3 separate regions of the Rattus norvegicus genome follow, and regions 1 and 2 are each linked to region 3. Evidence: chromatin contacts called from public Hi-C data. All regions are on one chromosome and are shown on one strand. The core of a region is the stretch at or near the end of the contact, and the rest is flanking DNA. Distances in the headings are between cores, read along the strand shown.

The links. Hi-C and Micro-C count contacts between places; a contact is called where the count stands out from the background.
Region 1: a Hi-C map of Schwann cells shows a contact between it and region 3, with 7 times the contacts expected there. The contact joins the enhancer-like site here to the promoter of Ankh in region 3. A contact is called at or near these places in 9 of 12 Hi-C or Micro-C datasets (the A7r5 cell line, Schwann cells, frontal cortex and 5 more) and 1 of 1 datasets of contacts at active chromatin or transcription factors (oligodendrocytes).
Region 2: a Hi-C map of liver shows a contact between it and region 3, with 2.0 times the contacts expected there. The contact joins the promoter of Otulin here to the promoter of Ankh in region 3. A contact is called at or near these places in 2 of 12 Hi-C or Micro-C datasets (liver and mammary epithelial cells).

The regions. Positions count from the first base shown.
Region 1 is chr2:79,731,879-79,735,185 of GRCr8, reverse strand. No RefSeq gene overlaps it. Among named protein-coding and RNA genes, the nearest start is that of Ankh, 150 kb to the left of the region's middle. Within about 2 kb of position 1,560, at least 10 of the 93 cell types and tissues checked have an H3K27ac peak or open chromatin away from gene starts, as enhancers often do. A contact at or near this core is called in Schwann cells and prefrontal cortex, where this site is marked.
Region 2 is chr2:80,045,403-80,048,751 of GRCr8, reverse strand. Otulin (OTU deubiquitinase with linear linkage specificity) reads left to right here and starts at 1,909. Exons shown (of 7, transcript NM_001302889.1): 1 at 1,909-2,132. The coding sequence starts at 1,981.
Region 3 is chr2:79,882,067-79,885,272 of GRCr8, reverse strand. It overlaps Ankh (ANKH inorganic pyrophosphate transport regulator), which reads right to left and starts at 1,822. Exons shown (of 12, transcript NM_053714.2): 1 at 1,433-1,822. The coding sequence starts at 1,528.

The DNA.
Region 1 (3,307 bases), core at 311-2,810, 150 kb after region 3:
TGACTCATTATGAGCGAGCATCTCAGCTTCTCCATCCTTAAAGACTAATACAATTTGTCTTTAATTGAAGTCTCAATTATTTTTTAAAGCTCTGGGGAAGATGGGTCCAATGGAAAAATGAAACAACTGAGCTTATGACTTAAGCCTGTGCCGGGAATTTTATAGGCAGTTCACAAAGGCTTTTATTTTTCCTCCCAAGTGATAGGCACCTAGTTTTAAGTTGAACAACCCAGACTGGAAAGGCACACAATACCTGTCCCCAAAGCAATGATCATATCAGGACACACCCACTGGGATTCAATGCTCCTATTTAAAGTCTGCCCAACCATCACAGCCCATGTCTGCTTTGGCTTTGGCAGAAGGTTGATAACAAGCATCTGCAAGAACCTTGTTTAATTGAGCAGGAAATTACTGTTTTCTTTACCAAGGTGTTGTAAGTAAAGACATACTGTGTAAACAGGATTTATGGTTTAAGTCCCATGTGAAGAATGAAGGTAAATTAGCAAAAATTAATCCCCAGATGAAATCTCACAGCTCTGGAACTCATTCTCCAATGGAATTTGACTGTGTTTTTGGAGCCTGTTAGCTTGAGAGGTAATCTCCTGGGCACACAGGGACTTTCATTAGCATGTTAAGTGTGTGTGTGTGTGTGTGTGTGTGTGTGTGTGTGTGTGTGTGTGTGTGGTATGTGTGGTGTGTTTGTGTGTATCTGTGTGTGTGTCTATGTGTGTATCTGTGTGTATGCGTATGTATATGTGGTGTGTGTGTGTGTGAGCCAAAGGTTGATGGCCATCTTCCTGTGTAGATCTCTATATTATTCCTTGAGACAGTGACTGTTGATGAATCTGGAGCTCAGTGCTCTAGCTAAACTGAATGATGAATGAGCTTGTAGGTTCTGCCTTCCTCCCTCTCTGCAGTGCAGATGTTACAAGCTCTGCCACCATGAGATCTGAACTCAGGCCTTCATACTTATATAGCATGCACTTTCCTGACTCAACCACCTCCTTAGCTCCCACATTTATATATATTTTGAACATGGTATTTTACTAGGTATCCCAGCTGCCTTTGAACTTGTGGTCCATTTACCCCAGCCTCCTGTGTCCTGAGATTCCAGGGGTGTATGTGGTACCACATCTACCTTTGAAAATACATTGACCTCTAGATCCACAGATTTCAAGTATCCAATTCAGTTCAGGAAAGAAAAGAAGTCCATTTCTCTTTTCAGGATGCCTTTTCAAATAGATCCTGTCCTTTGGATTAGAAGTTTATCTTTGGTGCTTTCTACCCATCCTTGAGTTCCCGTATAATTTTTGAGAGTTGATTTGGTGTTTTGGGCCACCATGGACTCTCTTTCACTTTCCTGTATTTCTGATGATCCTGTCTCAGTGTTGACTGATATATGAAGAGAGGAAAGAGTCTTGTCTTCAGCACTCTAGGCTTGCTACTGTGTGGGTGGTGATTCTTGGATTCCAAGCAAATGAAGCTAGTTAAGGGATGCTCTTGTTTGTGCATGACTAACTCTCTTCCGTCACCCAAAGGCTGAGCGTGGGGCACATCCGGAAGTACTGTGGTTCCACTAGGCCAGTGTGTTTTGGCTCTGCTGGATTCTTGTAGTTGCTACAGTGATGTGGGCAGGCAGGGAGGAGAGATGAATAACCCAAAGTCATTTTTCAACAATAAAAGCTTGTGTTTCTTAAGGCTCTCCCTCTCTCTCCCTTTAAACGAAAAATACTGCTTTAGCAAACCTGTCCTTATTCACTTGAAAAGAGAGAAACATATATCACTTTGCAATGATGCTCAAACACTATCCTGGTTTTGTGTGCTTCTAGGGGGAAAGCTGTCTTGGTGCTAAGCTCAGAGCATCTGGTTTTCTGTAGAAGAAACAGCTTAAAAGTGTCAGAGTCACTGGAAGTGTTTAGGCTAGCCTGCCCTATCACAAAGTGGGATAGGGGATTCTGGTAAAGGGCTAGACTCTCCACATGATAATCAAAAACGATTTGATGAGGGGTAAAGGGGGAAGGTGGAATTCTTCAAAGTCATGCTGTTGACTTGAAAAGATTAAGGTTAAAATTAAAAAGCAGCAAAAGGAACTTGGTTTCCCAAGCAAAGGAAGGGTAAGCTGTAATTTCTTCCCAGGGAAATCTCAAATTAGCTACAAAAGATGGTAGATTTATGTCACAATGATGTGTTTATGTCATCCCAACTCTTAAAATACTGAGATCAACTTTTTTTTAAATTACTTTTCATTTTTTACAGTTCAGTTGTTGCCCCCTCCTGGTTCCCCCTCCCACAGTCCTCTTATTCCATATCTCCTCCCCCTGTCTCCAAGAGGATGTCCCCACCACCCCGCCAGGCCTCCTCACTCCCTGGGGCCTCAAGTCTCTCATTGAGGCCAGCAGGCAGTTCTCTGCAGTGTATGTGTCAGGGGCCTTGGACCATCTAGTGTATTGAGATTAGCTTTATGAGAAGAGATGAGCTTTATTTAAAATTGTTGATCTTCAACATTACACAGAAGCAAATGTTGTATAACTGTGTGAGCAGTGCCTTCTCTCTACAAAACCATAAACCCATTAATATCAGTGAGTGGAAGCTGGGTGTGGTGGTGTTCACCTAACAAGACCCCATCTCTAAAAACTAATTAAAGAAAATCTATGGGTGCCTGAGGCTTGCTCAACTTTCAATGTATCCTCAGTTCCTACAGCCTCAGACCCAAGAAACATCATAATTACTTATTGTTTATATTCACCACCGACATCATCACCACTACCTCCTTCTTCATCCTCTTCCTCCTCCTCTGTCTCTTCCTCTTCTTCCTCCTCCTCCTTCTTTTGGAATGTATTCATGTGCATGATCAGGCATGTGCAAGTGCACCTCTGCATGGAGAACAGTGGACAACTTTGGGCGCCATTACTCAGGAATTGCCACTTTTTATTTTTTAAAGACAAGTTCTCTTTCTGGCTGGTTATCCAGTGTAGCTGGCCAACCTGCCCCAGGGATCCTCCCGTCTCTCTCTTCCCAGTGCCTGAGATATCAAGACTGTCCTATTGTGTCTGGCATTGTTACATGGGTCCTGGTGATGGAACCCAGGTCCTTATGCTTTCACAGCAAACATTTGATTGACCATTGAGCCTTCTCTTTGGCCCCTGTCTACATTAACTTTCTAAAACTTTTTACACTTTCTATGTCTCCAGAGGACAAAGACATCACAAGTGTCATAGCTTGTTAGTAGCACAGCGAAGATCTGACCAGAAGGTTGGAGCATGACTGAGATCTGACCAGATGCTTAAAGGCTACCTGAAATCAAGTT
Region 2 (3,349 bases), core at 660-3,159, 160 kb before region 3:
ATAATTAAATACAACAAGCCAGTGGGCAAACAACAGAAAGTTAAAGTTTTGGAAGCTGAAGTGTGAGGTGTGATTGCTGGTAGGACTGAGCTTTATCCAAAGAGTCTGTGGATAACCTTTTTTTTTTTTTTTTGCTTTTTTTGCTTTTTTTTTCAGGTAACTTCCATCATTCCTTAGATTATAGTCACAGCCTTTCAATCTCTGTCTTCTTCCTCACATGGCCTTATTCCCCCTGCTGTTTACATGTCTTATAGTGTCTCCTCTCAAAACACCAATCATTAGCTTTACAAGACATCCTATCCAACATGATAACACCTTACTAATTTCATAGACAAAGATTCTTTCCCAGTAGTCAGATTGGGAAGTTCCAGATGAGCGTAAACTGGGTGGTGACCTACTATAATCCTACTTCCTTAAACTCTAAAATCAGTTTGCTTATCATTTTATGCCTTACATTATCAGCACCTGTGTTTCTTATCTTTTAAAGAAAAAAATAAAAGGAAAAGAACACCTCAGCTTAATTGTCTCAAAAGACATTCATTCTATAGTTTATCCTCTTATGTCCTCATCTATCTAACTTTATCTCCCAGGTGTCTTTAAAAGAACACAGCGCTCACCTGAAAGGGAGTAAGATAGTTTATTCTGGAGCCAAATAAATATGAGGCACAATGGTCAAAGAACACAGACTTGGCTTATCTCAAATATGCTGCAGCATAACAGCTCTCTTGTTTTGTTTTGTTTTTGTTTTTAAATAGTAACAGAATTAATAGTAACAGTAAGCCAAAGGTACTTCTAAAACGCACCAGGTAGACGGTAGAAATGTTTGTTCTAGGTCTCAGGTTTGTTCTAGGTGTGATCTGATGTTATTCTGGGCTTAAGAGTCTGTAGATCCCAAGGATTTATCTAATAGCCACAATGAGGCTGGCAATAAATGGTCATGAAGGAGAACTGAAGATAGCCCAAGGCAGTGCAGTTTGCTCCTAATCTGTAACATTGTAGCTTTCCATAATCAAGGAAGTTAATCAGTCAATCAGCCTTGTGGGATGTTCAACACTAGTGTACTTCCCTCACTCAAACATCAGTTTAGCCCTATCCTTTAATATTTAACTGCAGGCAAAAGTGATCTTTTATAAATGGTCTCATAAAGAGAACTCAACAAAGACCAAGTTCAAGCTTATCAATCTAACTTGGCTTTTTATGATCTGACTTCCAATTTTACCTATTGGTTCTGCCCCTGAACCTCTTGCAGGCTTCCGAAATGTCCCTGCCACACCACTGCTTCATACTTGGGTTCTGCCTCAAGGCTGGAGCCATGCTTACTAACTCACCCACTCTCCTTGGCTTCTTTGCCTCCGCTGTCAGATCTTGGAAGTTTATTGATGTCAGCCCATTGGGTTTATTCTTAAATAAAATCTATCACATGAGACAATATAATTTAAGCTGACGCAGAGGGCTGTGCTTGCTCAACTACGACCCCACAGCCCGGGTCAAGGCCACAGGGGCTTGGCAGGCCGCAATGGCACTGAGGAACTGAGGCCAGCCAGTCCCGAGGGTGAAGTTCTGAACCGAGGGAAGCAGTACCCGACATCCTAACTCCTTGGATTCCCTCACTACCAGGACCTTCCAACACACTGCCCGGCCGCCGGCCGTGCCCAGCCTTCAAAACACCCAACACCGGTCCCTGAAACCTGGGTGAAGAGCCGCCCTTGCAAGCAGAGCCCAGACATGCGCAGTGGGCACATGGCGACGGCTTTTCCAGGCTCTGAGGCTCACTCCGCTCTGCGCAAGCGTACTCCCTCTATTTCCAGCCCCGCCCTTCTCAGGTCCCCTAGCCTCTCGCCACGCCCCCTCGACGCAGGCCAAAGGTCGCGGGGCGGGCCACAGTGACGCTTACGGAAGAACTCTGCGGACCTCGCGAGGTGCGGGGCAGAGCAATCACGGCTCCAGACGGCGGGACCGCAGGGCCCTGCGTGGCCGCGAATGAGTCGGGGAATCATGCCCCAACCCGGAGCGTGGCCGGGAGCGGGCTGCGCGGAGACGCCGGCGCGCGAGGCAGGGGCTGCGGCGCGGGACGGCGGGAAGGTGACGGTCGGCGCGCAGCCCCGGGCCGCGACGCGATGCCCGGCCGAGCAGTGAGTGAGCGGGACAGGCGTGGGAGCGGGCTGGGGTCGCGTGGGTTTCCTCTATCTCAGGTCGGCGACCCCGAGCAGTAGGAGACGAGTTTGACAGAGTTGTAGTATGGAACCTGTCACAGCTCGATCACTCAGGCCGCCCCACTCCCGCTTTGACAGCTGTCCATCCCTGAAGTTAGGGAAAGCACTAGGAGTTTGGGAAAGAAAACTGGAGAGGCTTATTTAATGACCAACTAGCTCCCTGTAGCTCTTTTCCTCTAACCCAGCTCGGAGGAAGTGAGGTCGCCCCTGAGGTCACCACAGAACTGCCCCGCGATGCCACCACTTGAGTTTCCCACCTGTTGGACAGACTTTGGCCACAGGCTGGCCCGCTCCGTTTTACCCTATCAGACCCTGGCTAGGTATTCCTTCCACCGGTTGCTTTTAAACACAACACACACATACACACAGACACAGACACACACGCGCACGCGCGCGCGCGGTTTTAGAGCAGTTCCTTATTGGCTGTGAAGAAGAAAAACTAAGTTAAAAGCGATTACACTATGGAGGGTTTGGAGGTGTCTGCTGAGTTGGTGGCATAGTTATAGATGCCTTTGAACCTACAAAATTAAAAGTGCTGACAGTCAATTTTCTTATTGGCCCAAAAGTTAAAATATAAGGTGTGTCTAGATGGACCTTTAGAGCGCTTTTAATTTCCTAAGAAGGGGTCTTTCGAAGCCTCGTTAAAGAAGATGTGATTTAATAGCTCATTTGCGAGGTGCTTTGCGGTGGGGCTTTGGCCGCTTTCATTTACTGAGCGCCCAAATGTGATGGTAATTATTCGCGTAATGAGCTAATGGTTACTGGGGAAAGGTATAGAGTAGGGGCCTTAACCTTCTCCCAGAGCTAGACTACCAATTAGAGTCAGTGACATTGACTGTTAGCTTTGGGATTTGGAGAGCTTTTAGCTCTTTATTTGGATCAGCATTATCTAAGCTTTGGGCATAGTTGCTAGGTCTTCTGTAGTTAATCTAGATACCCTGGTTTTTGATGAAATGCCCTGATTCTTAAATAGGGACACTTATTTTTCATTATATTGAACTCCATATACAGGAACATGTGTGAGTTGGTCTAATCAGTGGCTGCCAAGTTGAAGCTGTCTAGGTTAGAGATGTTTCTTGCCTCTGCTCTTCCTTTGTTCCTAACTGTTCCTACTGCCAGCCTTCCTTCGATGAGCC
Region 3 (3,206 bases), core at 573-3,072:
TCACACTGTGTAGCCCTGGCTGACCTGGAACCCTTTCTGTAGACCAGGCTTGCCTGGAACTCACAGAGACTCACCGGCCTCTGCCTCCCTAGTGCTGGGATTAAATCCACACCTGGATGAAAAACAGGTTTTGTAATTGCCAGAATGCTCCATTGTATCACCTCCCCAACCAGCTATAAAATGACAGAGAACTCCATAATGTTTATGGAGTGAATCAGGGAACTAGAATAGACTTATGGGTCTCTTAAGGGGATCTGAGACTTGCTGTGTGGTTCCTTTTTGTGATCACCCATGTTCAGTGACCACACTTTTCAGTGGAATCTAAATTTCTACCCTCAAAGTTCTGCCACTGGCTCTGTGTAAATCGCAAACTCGCCTTTATACTCACAAACAAAACCTACTCAAGAAACACTCCATACATCATTCCCCACGGAGAGGTGGACTACACCTGCCATCCAGTGACTGTCTAAAACTCCTCACTCCCGCCTCCACTCCTGAACAGACAGAGCCCCGTAATGAACAAAAGAGCATTTATCCCACTGCTTTGAATGGGGAAAAAAATAGCCCATTTGCAAAAGTAGCTCTATCTTACACTTTTGAAAAGATACAGCTCCCATCCCAAAAATCCTCTCCCGGGCCTTCGGATGTAACTGCAACTGCCTGGAAGCCCTGCAAAAGGGTACCAGTGCCTCACCGCTGGAGAGCCTGCAGCACCAGATAGGGAATGACGCCATATGGAGATAGCATGAAAAAAGAAAGGACGAGAAGGCAGCACTAGAAATGTGCTCCGGTCCAAGAAGGTAAAAGGAGGGGGAGGAAGAGAAAGAAAGAGAGAAAGAGAGAAAGAGAGAAAGAGAGAAAGAGAGAAAGAGAGAAAGAGAGAGAGAGAGAGAGAGAGAGAGACTAAAGTAAAGAGATAGTCAGTGGTCCACTATGCCAGGTACCTTCAGGACACCCCTAATCCTTACCTAGGCTACAAGCAAATATGTAAATTTGGAAGTACGTGGGAAATCTACTTGGAGCCATTGTAGAGCAAATTCTCCCACCATCACCACCATCACCAACCCTGTGCAAGTAAAAAGCCAGCACTAAATGCTACTAGAAACTACATGGAGTTCTTGGGCCCCAGGTTTACATAATCACAAATTACATAATACTCATCCCCAGCACGAAACCCCCTTCTATAGGTGAAGTTCCCCCATCATCCCGTCGCTTGCCATTTTCCAAAGAACGCTGGAAAAGTCTCCAATATCTGCGAAGGGAGAAGATGGGGTGCTGCAAAAGTCATCCTCATAAGCTGCAAAGCCGTGTCAAATGGTCCAGGGTAAAGGGGGCTCGGAGCAGGTGACTCCCTTCCTCCCGCATCCCTCAGCGCCCGGCATCCAAGGCCGAGGCTGGGCGAGCGGGGCGCACCGGGCGCGGCCGGGCTTACCTGCTCCCCGAAGTCGATGGCTATGTTGGTGATGCCAAGGGGCACCAGGAACCGGATCAGGGGCCAGTAGTGCGTGAGCGCCGGGAATTTCACCATAGTCCCCGCCGTGGGCTGACCCCACACTCATCTGCCGCCGCGAGGGCACTGTGCTGGGAGGCGCGCGGAGCGCGGCGCGGGGACGGAGGCCGCGGCTGGCGGGGCCTGGGGCGGCGGCTGCTCGCGGCGGCGGCGTCCTCTCCAAGCGCGGCTGCTCTAGCAGAAGAGCCGCGAGCTCAAGTCCATCCCCGCTGCCCTCCCACACAACAAAGATCTGCCGGGGAGAAAGAGAGGAGGAACAGGGACAGCGGCAGTGGCGGCGGCGGCGGCAGCAGAGGCTTCTGCTGACAGCGGCTCCATTATAAGCGCTCTGGGCCCGGAAATAAATAAATAACCGCGCGCACGAGGCGCCTCCGCCGCCGCCGCCGCCGCGCGGAGGAAATCAGGGGCGGGCGGAGGCGCGACACCGCTGGCGACCCGGGGAGGGGGCCGGCCGGGCGCCGCCTCCCGGCTCCGCTGCGCGCGGCCCGGCCGCGGGGGGCGCTGCGCTCGCACGGGCCGCTGCAGTCCCCACCCGCGTGGGACCCGGGCGCCGCCTGGGCCGGGCGCGCGGAGCGAGGAGGCTGGCGGGCGGGGACTCGGGGCCGCACCGCCTGGGTGACTCGACACCGACCGCCCCACGCCGTCCGGTGAAGAGCGTCCGGGAAGGCCGCGTGAGCGCCGTCTCCAGAGTTGGGAACCCGGCGCAGAGCTCCGGGGACTGCGGGGCTGGAAAGGCCCCGGCGTCTGGGTGGCCTCTAGGCGGGCAAGAAGCTGCTTTAGGGTGATGGGGATATCGCTGCATCAGAGGGAGAGAAGGAAGGTTTACCCGAAGGAGCATCTCTCCTGATGGAGATCTGAGGCCCCTGGGGTCCCTGGGGAAAATACACTGGGTAGTAGGGACTGACCGCCCGGGGCTGGGTTTCTGTGATGCTCCACACGGGTTTCCAGCTTTTGCTAGTAACGTGCAACTGTTTACCTATTTTAAAGCCAACCGGTAAATCTGCTTTTAAATTGAAAAGAAGGGGGGGGGGGGAGAAAATCTGCTCGGCTGTGTTATAATATGCCCCCAGTGATTTCCTGATAAATCGTTTGCTGAGCTGAGACTCTTACCTAAACCTGAACAACTTGACAAAGCCAGCATCAGCCGGTGTCCCAGTGTAGTGTATGAAAAAAAGGCTCCAAGGCAGTGACAGAAGCATTCTAAGCAGGGCGGGGCTGGCCTCCATGAGAAGCATACAGTCACAAAAAGCCACTTTATAGCAGGTCGCAGGTCTTGTGCTTGCTTTGACTCTCTGTTCTTACCTTAATTTTTTACCTTAATATTTATTTTATTATTTTATGTGTGTGGGCTTTTTTTTTTTTTTTTTTTTTTTTTGCCTGCATGTATGTCTCTGTATCTTATACTTGCCCAGCACCCACAGAGGCCAGAAGAGGCCATTGGATCTTCTCCTGGATTACAGAACTTTGTGAGCTGCCATGTGGGTGGTGGAATGGAATCCAGGTCCTCTGGAAGAGCAGCCTGTGGTCTCAACTGCTGAACCATCTCTGTGTTCAGAGATGCCCTCTTGAAATGATTAATTTCTGAACGAGGGGGTCTTGGGTTTTCATTCTATTGCAGTTAATTTAGGCAGTTTGTTCTCCTCTTATCTTCTTCCTATGCATCTTTTAAAATAAGCATATGGGGTTAAACTTATGT